2 separate regions of the Salvelinus alpinus genome follow, and region 1 is linked to region 2. A link is a contact called in public Hi-C data. All regions are on one chromosome and are shown on one strand. Each heading gives the region's core, a stretch centred on a gene start, on an enhancer-like site or on the middle of the called end of the contact. The rest is flanking DNA. Distances are from core to core; before and after follow the strand shown. Region 1 holds the start of gpam (glycerol-3-phosphate acyltransferase, mitochondrial). Region 2 holds the start of med1 (mediator complex subunit 1).

What was found. A called contact is a pair of places that touch in the nucleus more often than the background predicts.
Region 1: a Hi-C map of muscle shows a contact between it and region 2, with 9 times the contacts expected there. The contact joins the promoter of gpam here to the promoter of med1 in region 2. A contact is called at or near these places in 2 of 3 Hi-C or Micro-C datasets (muscle and red muscle).

What each region holds. Positions count from the first base shown.
Region 1 is chr3:27,254,576-27,257,667 of SLU_Salpinus.1, forward strand. It overlaps gpam (glycerol-3-phosphate acyltransferase, mitochondrial), which reads left to right and starts at 1,487. Exons shown (of 21, transcript XM_071392356.1): 1 at 1,487-1,667.
Region 2 is chr3:27,051,839-27,054,822 of SLU_Salpinus.1, forward strand. med1 (mediator complex subunit 1) reads left to right here and starts at 1,397. Exons shown (of 16, transcript XM_071392353.1): 1 at 1,397-1,712; 2 at 2,503-2,609; 3 at 2,938-2,984. The coding sequence starts at 1,595.

The DNA.
Region 1 (3,092 bases), core at 237-2,736, 200 kb after region 2:
GTCACAGTTGTAAATGAGAACTTGTTCTCAACTAGCCTACCTGGTTAAATAAAGGTTAAATAAAAAATATAAGTGAATTTGTCCCCTAAAATGGGGGGACTATGTACAAAAAGTGCTGTAGATTTCTAAACGGTTCACCCGATATGGATGAAAATACCCTTAAATTAAAGCTGACAGTCGGCACTTTAACATCATAGTCATTGTATCATTTCAAATCCAAAGTGCTGAAGTACAGAGCCAAAACAACAACAAAATTGTCACCGTCCCAATACTTTTGGAGCTCACTGTAACATGTAAGGTTAGAGAGCATAATATTAAGATCATGATGGTCAGGGACAGAATAGATTATAATCACCAATGTTCCTTTTTAGAGATCATTTGTGTTTACCTAAATCTTTCTGGGGACAACTCAACAAATGACAGAGCACACCTTTCATTTTAGCATGATGAGTATTGCTATACAACAGACTATTACAGGTGGCAACTACTGTAGAAAACACAAGATGCTACTGTATTTACATCTCATGGACTATTATTTCCCAGTATGACCAATTTCCATAAAACAAATATGTAGTTCTGCTATTTGTAACACTGTTGTTTCAATGATGAGTCAGTCTAGGTAAATCATTAGATCTGATGGCAAACATTTACCAAATCCACTCCACTCAATAGAATGTTCCATTGTTGTTTGATACAATAATTTTCAATGAGCATGTGAACGTTCCAACTTTTCTCCTTTATCCATAGAGATCCTAATAAATTACTATTAAGTATTCTAATTCCTAATTATATGCCTTTATCAGCCTGTGACCATTGACTCCTATTCAACAAGTTATATAAAGGTGTGAAAAACATAGAACGCTTCCGTAGAGGCTATCATATATCAATTTGATCAGGGGCTTGTAGGGAACAATTTAGCACCGTCAAACCTTTGCCACCCCAAAGGGAACATTTTCAAACTCTCGCGGGAGCCATCTTTCCTGCAATGGATTTTTTTTTCTTGTTGTTCACCCGGTACAGTAGGTGGCGGCAATACACCAGTATGAAATAGATTTCTAACTAACCTACTTTGTTCAATAGATTGTAGCACAGAAAAAACAATGAGCCAGATATTTCACCGGATGTAAAAATGTGAAGCGACCGGTTCCCGTTTCCACTCACTACCAAATATGGTGATGAGCGGAAGCCCAGTGGCCGGCAGTGGGAGAAGATGGAGCGAGATGGATTTTGTCTGCCATTCTGCATATTTTCGCATATATTAAACATTTGATCTCCTTACAGTTTTCTGATTCCGAAACTAGAATCTGTAACAAACCGAGTGGACTGAGTTTGGAAGAGTTTGCCAAAGTAAAAAAGGCGTTAAGGAGTGCATGGGCGAATTGAGTTGTTGTACACGTGCACTTTACATAGTAGGCGTTCCCTAATGGAAATATGCAAATAAATGCTAGAACACGCCAATAGGATCTCACCTCTCGTGTTTGTCTCTGCCCACCTTCTTGCTTATTCGGCCAACTAGGATTAATTTTCTGCCATTGGAAACGACAGGCTCTGGTCTATCTTTAAAAAAATCTTTGATGATAGTCTGCCATTAACTCTCGAAGAAGAACATTGCGCCAACGGGGGTATATTCACAAGACATGGTGGTGCAGCTAGAGGTCGTATACAAGGTAAGACTGAGAAACTTTTTTATTTAAATATTAACGCTAGCTAATATTGTGTTGGCTTGTACCACGACGTTGATTAAACGGTTCGGTGCGGTTGCCTGCGGGTTTCTGTATAGTCGTTCTAGCCATTATGCTAGCTAGCTAAACTAACGGTAGCTAGCTAGCCTGAGTGAATGGTGTGAATTAGGTTGACCATTGAATGAAATAGCGTCATAGTACTAGCTTATGTTAGCTTAACGTCAACTGGTTTTGTCTAGAAGGTTACAGATTTTGTCAAAATTTACTTTAATAACCGGTTTAGGAGGATTTCCATGCACTATCGGCTGCCTAGGCAACTTCTATTTTACGCAGCAGGTTATAATTATTAACGTATTATGTTAGGATCATTAGGATAACAAGGTCAGGAAGAGGGTTAAGTTAGCTCAAATGCAAAAACTATTTTCGACGTAATTTGACAAAAGCTCTATCCCATCTAAACAACCGAGCCAACTGTGATTTGATGACCAGGCAACAATGTGAGCTAGCCTGTGCTGTATAGCTAAACACTGCACCTGTCCTTGCCTATGCAATTTACTCAGCCATGAAGCTACTTCACACGTCACTTTTATGTTCACTATAACAACTTGCGAAATCATTTTTGTTAAGATTTCATTATCATCCCCCACCATGGCATCTGTCTTGTCCGGCTTCATTTGACCTGTTTAGTGAAGATTAACAGGCAGTTTGTGAGTCGGATTAACCTAGTTAGTAGCCACCCACGCATGGATAAGATGTTTTGGCATGCAAACGACCTACTCAGCGTTCCCTTTCTAGGAAGAAAACATTAATGTATGTTCATGAGTCCAATAAGCGATGTGTGCAGTACCTTTCATATGTATGCCTAGCTTGCAAGATGTGTGAAAGGTCAATGTACAACATCTATAATTTTTTATTTGACCTTTTATTTAACTTGGCAAGTCAATTTAGAACAAATTATTATTTTCAATGACTGCCTTGTTCAGGGCAGAACGACAGATTTGTACCATGTCAGCTCAGGGATTTGATCTTGCAACCTTTCGGTTACTAGTCCAACGCTCTAACCACTAGGCTACCTGCCGCCCCATACGTCCTTTCAATTGAAGCATTAATAGGATTAATGATAATAGCTCTCTTAGATTGTTTTGTAAATATTGATGGCCACAGGCAATTCATATGCCTATACCAGGATCAGTGAAGCGTCCATACGTGTTAAGATTTCTATGAGCAAAGTCCCAAACCCCTGTTTGCCCTGCTTTTTTGGGGCAGGCGTAAGTGAAACCAGATTAGTATATATTTTAACAAAAACAAAACACCTTCAAAAATGTTATGAAGCCTGTGTTTGGTGTTATGATGGTAGTCCTACCATCAATAATTTCCTCACCACCCCTGTTTGAACATGGCAGGCCATTG
Region 2 (2,984 bases), core at 147-2,646:
GGCCGCGGCTTTTGTGGCGCGATGGGTAACGATGCTTCGTGGGTGTCAGTTGTCAATGTGTGGAGAGTGTCCCTGGTTCGAGAACAGGTAGAGGCGAGGAGAGGGGCGGAAGCTATACTATTACATTAACATGGTCCACACACACCGCACAGTCGTGAAGCGGGCACGGCAGTGCCTCTTCCCCCTCAGGACGCTGAAAAGATCCTCAAAGAGTTAAACAGCTGCAACATCGAGACGAGAGCATCTTGACTGGCTGCATCAACGCTTGCTATAGCAAATGCACCATGTCATCTAGGACCTCTTTATCCGGCGGAGTCAGAGGAAGGCCCGAAAAATGGCCAAAGACTCCAGCAACCATTCAGCGCCTGTTCACTCTGGTATCATCTGGCAAACGGTCCAGAGCGTCAGCTCTCAGAACAACAGGCTCCGAAACAGCTTCTACCCCCAAGACATAAGACTGCTAAATAGTACATTAATGGTACCCAAACTAGCGGTACTGACTCTATCTTGCACTGACCCTACACACACTCACTAGACTATACACACCATATACTGTACACACTCACTCACACACTACACTGAAACTCTCACACAAAAATCCCACACATTCACATTTACAAGCATGTTGCTACACCCGCAATAACGTCTGCTAAATATGTGTATGTGATGGATAAAGTTTGAACACATTTGATTTGATACACATGCATACACACACGTTTATAGTCATCATTTGCGGCTGCTAACCTGTTATTTTATTTTACTCGTATTATTATCATCAATCCTGATGCCTACTATAGTCCCTTTACCCTGCCTTCATGTAAATATCTACCTCAAAAACCTCGTGCCTCTTACATTGATCTGGTACTCCCTGTATATAGCTCCATTCATGTGTAGCCTATCTTATTTTAGTTACTACTTTTTTTTTTTTTTTAAATGTGTTTTTATTTTTAACCCTGCATCGTTGGGAAGGGCTCGTGAGCAAGCATTTCACCGCAAAGTCTGCACCAGTTGTATTCGGCGCATGTGACAAATACAATTTGACGATATAATTTGAACAACGAGACCTCCGACACCGATAGAACAATGAGCCAGATGTTTCACCGGATATATACATCTGAAGCATGTGGTTGGTGTTTCCAAGAAGCCCAATGGCCGGCAGTGGGAGATGGAGCGAGATGGATTTTGACCGATATTCTGCTAAACATTTGATCTCAATACAGTTTTGTGTTCCCAAAAATAAAATATGTTACGAACAGAATGGACTACGTTTTGTAGACTTGACCTTTGCCAACGTTTTTATTCATTTTATTGCGTTGTTTAGGAGTGCAAGGGCTAATTTAGTTATTGCACACGCGCACTTCACAGGGTAGGAGTTCCCTAACGTAAAAACGCAAATACATGCTAGAATGCGCCAATAGGATCTGGCTAGCTAGTGCTTGGCTCTGCCCACCTTCTTATTTGCTCCCGTTCGAAACTACATGCTGTGGTCTATCTTGGGGTTAGTTATAACATCTTTGACAACGACGTCCCACCCACTACGGAAGTCCAGTGCGAAGCGACAGTGTAGCTAGCAAAAAGACGCTAGCTAGTGAAGATGGCGGCGGTTTCTATGCAGGGCTGTAGCCCAAACCCAGCAAGAGAACTTACCCTTTCAACACAATCTGGGGGGAACCAGGCTCTTGTAGATCGGGTAAAAGCTGAAGAAGGGACAGGTGAGTTGTATCATATATGTGCAATCGGAGCTAGTGTGGTTACGCTAGGGTCAGATATTTGTTGTCAGATCAGTCACAACAAGCTGAGAGCATGCTAATGGTAGCTAGGGTATTCGTGAGCTATATTAGCTACATAGCCAGCATTGTAGTTATCATGCTAGCTAGCTACTGTAATACATCATTATGTTTTTCTACGGGCAATTTGTATTTAAATACAGTACTGTTACTGCCAACTATATTAAATGTACCTGGATTAGTTAAGCGGACATTAGCTACCTAGCCACTTTCTTGTACTAGATACGTTGTAGGCAATCAAGTCCAAGCCAGTTGACCTAGTTCGCAACACAACCACCGTCCGAGAGTCATGCATGTATCTGCACCATTCTTATCAATAGTTCATTATGCAGATATAGACTGTCAGGCTTGGCTATTAATCTACCATACCCCCCCCCCCCCCCCCCCAAAGGACTTATTACATAGTCTACTCTAACTTCGATGCAACATTTCTACATTGTGCTGGACCCTCTTGAGAGCGCAATGTAAAAAAACTCAGTGAACTCTCTTGGTATCATCAAAGCTAAGCCTACTCCATCAATTCCACTGTGTTTACGTTTTGTGTAGGACACAATGTCAACAAATGATGTAGTTAGCTATGTAATTAGGATGTTATTAAAACTAGCTGATATTGTTCTCTTGGAATGTCAGTCATTGAACACTAAAGTGCTGTAATTCAAATTGAATGTTGTGTAACTTACAATCTCGCTCCGTTGTGCACCTTGTTTATTCACAGAAGCCGAGAAGCAGAGTCGCGTGAACGCTCTGTTGGAGAGACTCCATGCCAAACACAATGCCTCACGGCCTTGGCAGGAGACCAGCAAGGTGGTGCGCCAGGCTATGGTGAGAAGATGGAGAGCATGTGTGAATGAAATAATAAGAAAAGAGGAAATTATGGAATGCTAAATATATAGAGTTAGGAAAAGAGTGTTAATTGGTTCGGTTGCACACTTTATAGACTATGGAAGATATATTCAGGACATGCATACAGGTGGAAAAAGAGACTCTGGCTCACTGGCATTCTTGCATGCTCTACAATGTGATTAATGGATCTTAAAACCAACGTTTTAGTCAATAGAACTTCATTGGGGTGAACCCAAATATACATACATGAGTTAGAAAATCTTTACTCTCCTCTAATCCTTCCCCCCTCTTGTTTCTTCTGTCACAGGAGAAACGTGGTCAGATGAATGCGGCTGGTCACCAGCTCCTGCTCAC